Regions from separate parts of the Danio rerio genome. Here region 1 is linked to region 2. A link is a contact called in public Hi-C data. All regions are on one chromosome and are shown on one strand. Each heading gives the region's core, a stretch centred on a gene start, on an enhancer-like site or on the middle of the called end of the contact. The rest is flanking DNA. Distances are from core to core; before and after follow the strand shown. Region 1 overlaps cdc14ab (cell division cycle 14Ab). Region 2 holds the start of slc30a7 (solute carrier family 30 member 7).

What was found. Hi-C and Micro-C count contacts between places; a contact is called where the count stands out from the background.
Region 1: a Hi-C map of hematopoietic stem cells shows a contact between it and region 2, with 4 times the contacts expected there. The contact joins the enhancer-like site here to the promoter of slc30a7 in region 2. A contact is called at or near these places in 7 of 18 Hi-C or Micro-C datasets (caudal fin, embryo, fibroblasts and 3 more) and 1 of 4 datasets of contacts at active chromatin or transcription factors (caudal fin).

What each region holds. Positions count from the first base shown.
Region 1 is chr22:15,927,811-15,931,097 of GRCz12tu, forward strand. It overlaps cdc14ab (cell division cycle 14Ab), which reads right to left. Exons shown (of 15, transcript NM_001128538.1): 10 at 2,172-2,310; 11 at 1,440-1,593. Among named protein-coding and RNA genes, the nearest start is that of gpr88, 30 kb to the left of the region's middle. Within about 2 kb of position 1,766, at least 4 of the 62 cell types and tissues checked have an H3K27ac peak or open chromatin away from gene starts, as enhancers often do.
Region 2 is chr22:15,866,282-15,869,580 of GRCz12tu, forward strand. It overlaps slc30a7 (solute carrier family 30 member 7), which reads right to left and starts at 1,963. Exons shown (of 11, transcript NM_001100086.1): 1 at 1,737-1,963; 2 at 1,151-1,252. The coding sequence starts at 1,816.

The DNA of each region.
Region 1 (3,287 bases), core at 516-3,015, 61 kb after region 2:
TTTGTTGCGAAATTTCCAGGATTAAATACATCTCGTGAAACACAGTTTATTTATAACAAAAGAACATAAACGATGAATAAGAAAACTATTTGACTTGGTGTTACTGTACATGTCATACAGTATATAACAAAGTGTCAACCCATCTTGCGTCAACCCTCATGTCTAACACTGATTTAGCCACCACCGGAGCTCAGTGATTAGACTTAAGAATTTAACAGTAGCTATGTTTCCATTAAAAAATGCAAATTAACTTCATGCGCAAAACTGGAATTTCGCATACAAGTCGTGCGAACAAAGTAGCGTTTCCATCAAAGTCGTCAAAGAGAACCAAAATCGTCACTTTCTGATTGACTGGTGCCAAATAACAAAAGTAAAAACGGAATTTGCTGCGGTAGGAGAAGCTGCGTGAATCTTTTCTTTATTCAATAAATGACTTGAACCTCAGAAGACAGTATGCCGACAAGTCAGACACGTAGCACAGACACTCTTGACAGTTCTGGAGGTAATTAATAATATAATAACACTAATACTGAAACGGTAAAGGCATTTTAGAATGATCAAAACAACATTTCATGTTTAACAATGTGCTCAACTGCTGATTTGTCTATTCACACACATTTTCATCATCACTTTTTATTAGAACAAAACCACATAGGTTTTTAATTGCGCATACTGGAATTTGTTTATCCTACTTAGGTATGCGCATATGTTTATGCACATTTTCAAAACTTATGCCATCGTAGGATTTCCTTTAAACAATTTTATTTCGTGCATATCCAAAATGCACATAAAATAAGTGAGTGAAAACGTAGCTAACGTTAAATACTTCTGTTCCAAAAAAAAACACAGGTTTACTTCAGAAGACATGCGCTAACCCCTTGGCAGTGTGAGGGTTAGTTTAATGAATGACTTATGCACTTTTGGAAGCTTCAAAATAAAAGCCACCAACCAACACCATTATACATCATAGAAGAGAATGGATTACATTTCAAACTACCCTGACTGTGTAAGTCTGAAAGAAGAAAGTCACACACACCTACGATGGCTTTAAGTTCAATTATGGGATAACGTTAATTTTTGGATGAACTAATCCTTTAAATTCAGAACGATATAGCAAAAGGCATGAAGTATTTTCTTAACTATTTGAATGATATCAGATTAACCAATATATTTTATGATACTTTACATGGTTTTCACAATACTAGATATCAAACAAATATGCTAAAGCAGCTGATCATTTAATAGCTGACATGAATACAATTTAAATATTTAAAAAAATTAGAATTTAACACTGTGAAATGAGCTTAAATGGCTAAAATATTATATAAAATAAAAATTAAATAAATGCCATATAACTATGCAATTAATGATCCCCAATATAAATCACTTTTTATTATATATAAAAAATAAATGAATTGAAATGTCCCTGTAGGCCTCACCTCCTCCATCCGGTCCAAGCTGTGGGATTTAAAGATGGAGGTGCTGATGGAGAGGTTGTCCATACTGGAGATAAGCTGAGGCACTGATCTGTCCTGATACTGCCTCTGCTTGGACCGTAGACTATCACCATGAGCCCAGAGACTGGCCTGCTTCCTGTACAGGTACAAAAAACAACAATTCCCCATCAACGTCCTGAGGATATGGTGTTTCGGACAAACAATTCAGCTGTATGGGAAGAAATCTGCGCTCGGACTGAACTGTCCACTTAATGCCAGATAACAGGCACATTGTGCTCAGCAAGCAGGAACAGAATCTCACACGTCTCACAATGGCCTAAGGAGGAAAATATGCCTGATGATAACATTCATCTATCCCGTGGTGGGCATTCAAAAATCACATTGCGGCATCACGTCAGCACAAAAAAACACACTCGAGAGATTAGCTTGAACTGACCTTCGCATGACCAGTGCTCTGTTTTAACTCACACATGACAATGAACCGCAATCTGCCTATATGCTGCACGAAATTGATAGGCAAAAGCCAAATCAAACTTGCAAGCCTGAATTGGATGACTCAGGCAAAACATGTGTTGACCTTCTAGATCCGCGCTCTTGAAAACCGCTCTCCCAATATACCAAAGTTAGAGCACTTGTCTGCGTTATGTAAAAGTAACACACAATAGAGAAAAAGAAGGTATTGAGCGGCTCAAAGTGGTGCATTGTGGGACTTACTCTTCTAAATAATGCTGCTGGGGTCCAATAATAGAGCCAGGTCTGCAGATGCGGATCCAAGCGATGGCTTCGGCAGATGTGAAACGGTAGTGCTTCATCAGGTAGCAGCCAATTAGAGTGCCTGTCCGGCCTAAACCCGCTGTGATTGGTCGAAAAAAAAAAGTTACACAAATACACAATGCTAATTAGATGTTTGAACATGGTCAAAATCAGGGGTGCCCAATTCAGTTCCTGGAGATCTACCTTCCTGCAGAGTTCATCTGATTCAACACACCTGTCTGTAATTACCAAGTGCCCCTTCAGATCCTAATTAAGCTGCGGTCACAATGCATTTTTTCCCCACAGACTTTCTTTATTTGCACGTGAATGCGTCAGACCGTAAATGCAAGGTTGTACATCAAATTTCATAGTTCGCTATATTGCAACGTTCAAGCTTGGTGAACTCTGACCTGTGAAATCGCATCACTTGAGTGCATGAGACCAATCGAGGATCAAAACATGACCTCTCTGGACAGAAATTTAAAATATAGAGCAATCGCTCGTTTTTTTGAATGTCTACTTATCTAGTTTATTGCCCCTTTCCACAGCGCTACACGACAGAATTTTGCAAGCTTAAACTCTAGTGTGACCGCAGCTTCAGTCAGTTTAGTTGTGCTTGATCAGGGTTGGAGCTTAGCTCTGCAGAAAAGTAGATCTCCAAGAACAGGGATGGGCAGCCCTGGTCTTAAACATTTTAAGCCTGTCCCTTTTTTTTAACCAATTCGGTCACTTTACACCAGAAAATATCTTGAGTGGACAAACTTAAATATTAGTGTTAAATTTAATTGCGTTTCCATCCTATAACATGCAGAGAACACTAAATACAGGTGTAAACTGGGTCTGAACAGGTTTAAGCTTGTCCTTTTTGAATGCTTTAGTCACTTTACACCCGAAAAATAACATGTGCTTTCCTTAATCTTATTGCACACCTTAACATAGCTGTACGCTGGGACTAAACTGGTCTGATTTAACTACTTCGACCTCATTTACACCTGGCATTAAGATGCTTTTTGATCAATCACAAGTAAACACTAAATCTAGGTGTAAACTGGGTCTAAACTGGCCTGATTTAACTAC
Region 2 (3,299 bases), core at 713-3,212:
AAAATGTCAATTACATGAACTAAAACTGTTGTTATGGTGACGGTAACATTTATAGATTTTAATAATTATACTTAATTTTATTATTATTAATATTATTATTATAGCTTTACAGCACAACTAATGCAGTGTCATTCGCATGATGTTATAAATTGCAGAACATTACCAGTAATATTTGTATTATAATAAGCAACATCAAAAAAGCAGCAATAACAATAATAAAACATTTGCAGAATTATAAAAAAAATACTTATTTGGTGGATTGTATTTTTCAGTAATGAAGTTTGCACTGCGCGCTCACGGTTTTTAAACTTTCTTTGGTGCGTTAATTTTGTCAGTAACATTATTCAGAAGGCCACGTTTCACACATTAAGTAATGAGTTGAGTTGACTTCATTAGTACCCGTAGGTAGATTATTTTGCAGCAGAATTACAATTACTTTGTATAGTTTTTATTTTACATTCCTAGGTGATACAAAACACAGACGTTTCGGCACAATGCCATCCTCAGTGTGATTGTGGATTGTATCTTTATCAAAGACTTACAACTGAATATTATCCATGTATTAGTTAACAAGGATCGTTTTTAAAACCAACATTATTGCTATGGGCGATTGTTACTAAAATATTAATACAGTGCTAATATTAAGAAATAATTTCTGATTATTAATCAAGTTATTATTAACTGACTCAATGAGTGGCATTTTTGCACAATATTATAAAAAATAAAATAAATGAAAGTGTGTTAAAATGTATGTAATAAAAGAACATATTATTGATCAGATTAGTGACTTTTTGTTGTTGTTATTTTAATAATAACACAACTGAGTTTCACCTCTTATTCCAGGAACCATGTCAGCAAATATTTATATAAGTAAACACTTTCAATTACTTTCAATCTAAACAAGAGCATCATAATCATCATCATCAGAGGCAGGATGTTTTGTCCACACAGCCTCCACAACAACTTTTGTGACACGTCAAGCAATTTATAAATCATCAACCTCACCTCATGGACACTCATGATGACAAACTATAATCACAAACCCAATCAAAACACCCAAACAGAAGAAATAGAGCAAGCTCAAAACAAAAGCGCATCCCACATTTAGCTCGACGTGGCATTTCTAGTGTTTGGCCCCTGGTGCTGTTACCTGTTACTCCATATGCCGTACAGCAGCTCCACGAAGGCGAAGGACAGGTTCAAACACAAGAAGAAAAACAGATTCCGAGACGTTTTATCGGCAAGAATTGATCTGTTGAAGCAAACAAAAACAAAAAAGCGAAAGTGACTTCATTTAAAAAGTGGCCTGACCAGACAGACGAGGTCTGGAAACACAACTAACAAACACACTGCTGTAATGTATTCAAATATAACGCTTCAGAAATATGACATGTGCTCCAAATAAGCTATTATTAGCCAAAATTAATCGTGGAATGAATTAAAATCTGTTGTGACTAACTTAGTTAAAATAAAATTATTATAGCTTATGTGAAATTTTTAGTTCTTCCGGCTAACAGCTGGTTAGCCAAAAATAAGCGTTGTTTTTGGTGTAGATGAAACATTTATGTATTACATTTATTACATTTATATTTCAATCATATTAATAATGTTTTTAATCCGATTTTTAATCCGAAATAAAGTCTCGCGAGTTTATTAGCATGCTAACAGCATTAGCCACGCAAACCGACAGCTGTGAAGGGAAGTCGGAGGATTATTTGGCAGATAGTTGTCGTTACCTGAACCAGCCCGATAGCTTGACGACCAGGTTGAATTTGGCAGGCTTGTACTCGTCATCTTTGATTGATAACGGGAGCATTTTTCAGTCAAGCGTCTCTCCGGTAGCCGTTGAGCAGCACTGCGGCTTCACGAGCGTCTGGACGCAAGAGAGCGACGAGTCCTGGCGTCGACGTCGCGTGCGTCATGACACTGACCCTAGTGTGTAAGAGTGTGTGTGTTGTAAAATTTGTCATTCATTCATTCATTCATTCATTCATTCATTCATTCATTCATTCATTCACATGTGCATTCATTTGTTTGTTAACAATACTAGCATTTTTATTTCACTAATTCATTCCTTCATTCATTCAGCTATTCAGATATTCATTCATTTGTGTAATTGTTTTGTTTTGTATGTTAAACATACAAACATTTTTTATTTGACTCATTCATAAATTAATTTGTGTAGCCTATTTATTTGTTTTAAAAGATACTAACAATTTTATTTCACTCCATTCATTCATTCAATCATTCAGTTTCATTGATTAATTTGTGTATTTATTTATTTGTTGTTAAAAATACTTAAAATTATCTTATCCATTCTTTCATTCTGTTATTCATTCATTATTAATTTATTAATGTATAAATTTGTTTGTATGTTAAAAATACTAACAATCTTTATTTTACTCCATTTATTCATTAATTAATTCATTCATTTATTTAGCTATTCATTCATTTGGGTATTTGTTTTTTTGTTTTGTTTGTTTGTTTGTTTACATCTTGAGTTATCGATTAATTGAAAATAGGTAATACATTAATTAGCTCATCCATTCTAAAAATATTGACTTTTTTTATTTTCTCAAAGCATTCATTCATTCGTTCGTTCGTTCGTTCGTTCGTTCGTTCGTTCGTTCATTCCAGGTTCATTTATTCATTTTTTCAGCCATGTTAAAAATAATTTAATCCATATATTTGATAATTTATTAATAAATAATAGATATTGCATTCCTTAACCTATTCATGTTAGAAATATTCATTTTATTATTATTTAATTTTAAACTGAGTATATGTTTCATTCATTCATTTATTTATTAATTTTATATATACAGTTGTAAAGTTGAGTAAGTTCAGTATTTAAAAATGATTGATTGTCCATGCAATATTTTATAGTTTACTCAGGGGGAAAAGTTATAAATGTAAGAATTTCAAATCATAATTCATTCATTTTACTTTGGCTTAGTCCCTATATTAATCTGGGGTCGCCACAGCAGAATGAACCACCAACTCATCCAGTATATGTTTTACGCAGCGGATGCCCTTCCAGCTGCAACCCAGCACTGAGAAACATCCATACACACTCATTTACACACATACACTACAGACAACTTAGTTTATTCAATTATAGGCCTATAGGGCATGTTTTTAAACTGTTGGGGGAATCCGGAGCACTTGGAGGAAACCTACGCGAACATGGGGAGAAAATGCAAACTCCACACAGAAATGCCAACAGACCCAGCCGGGACTCAAACCAACAATCTTCTTGCTGTGAGACAACAGTGCTAACCACTGAGCCACTGTGTCAC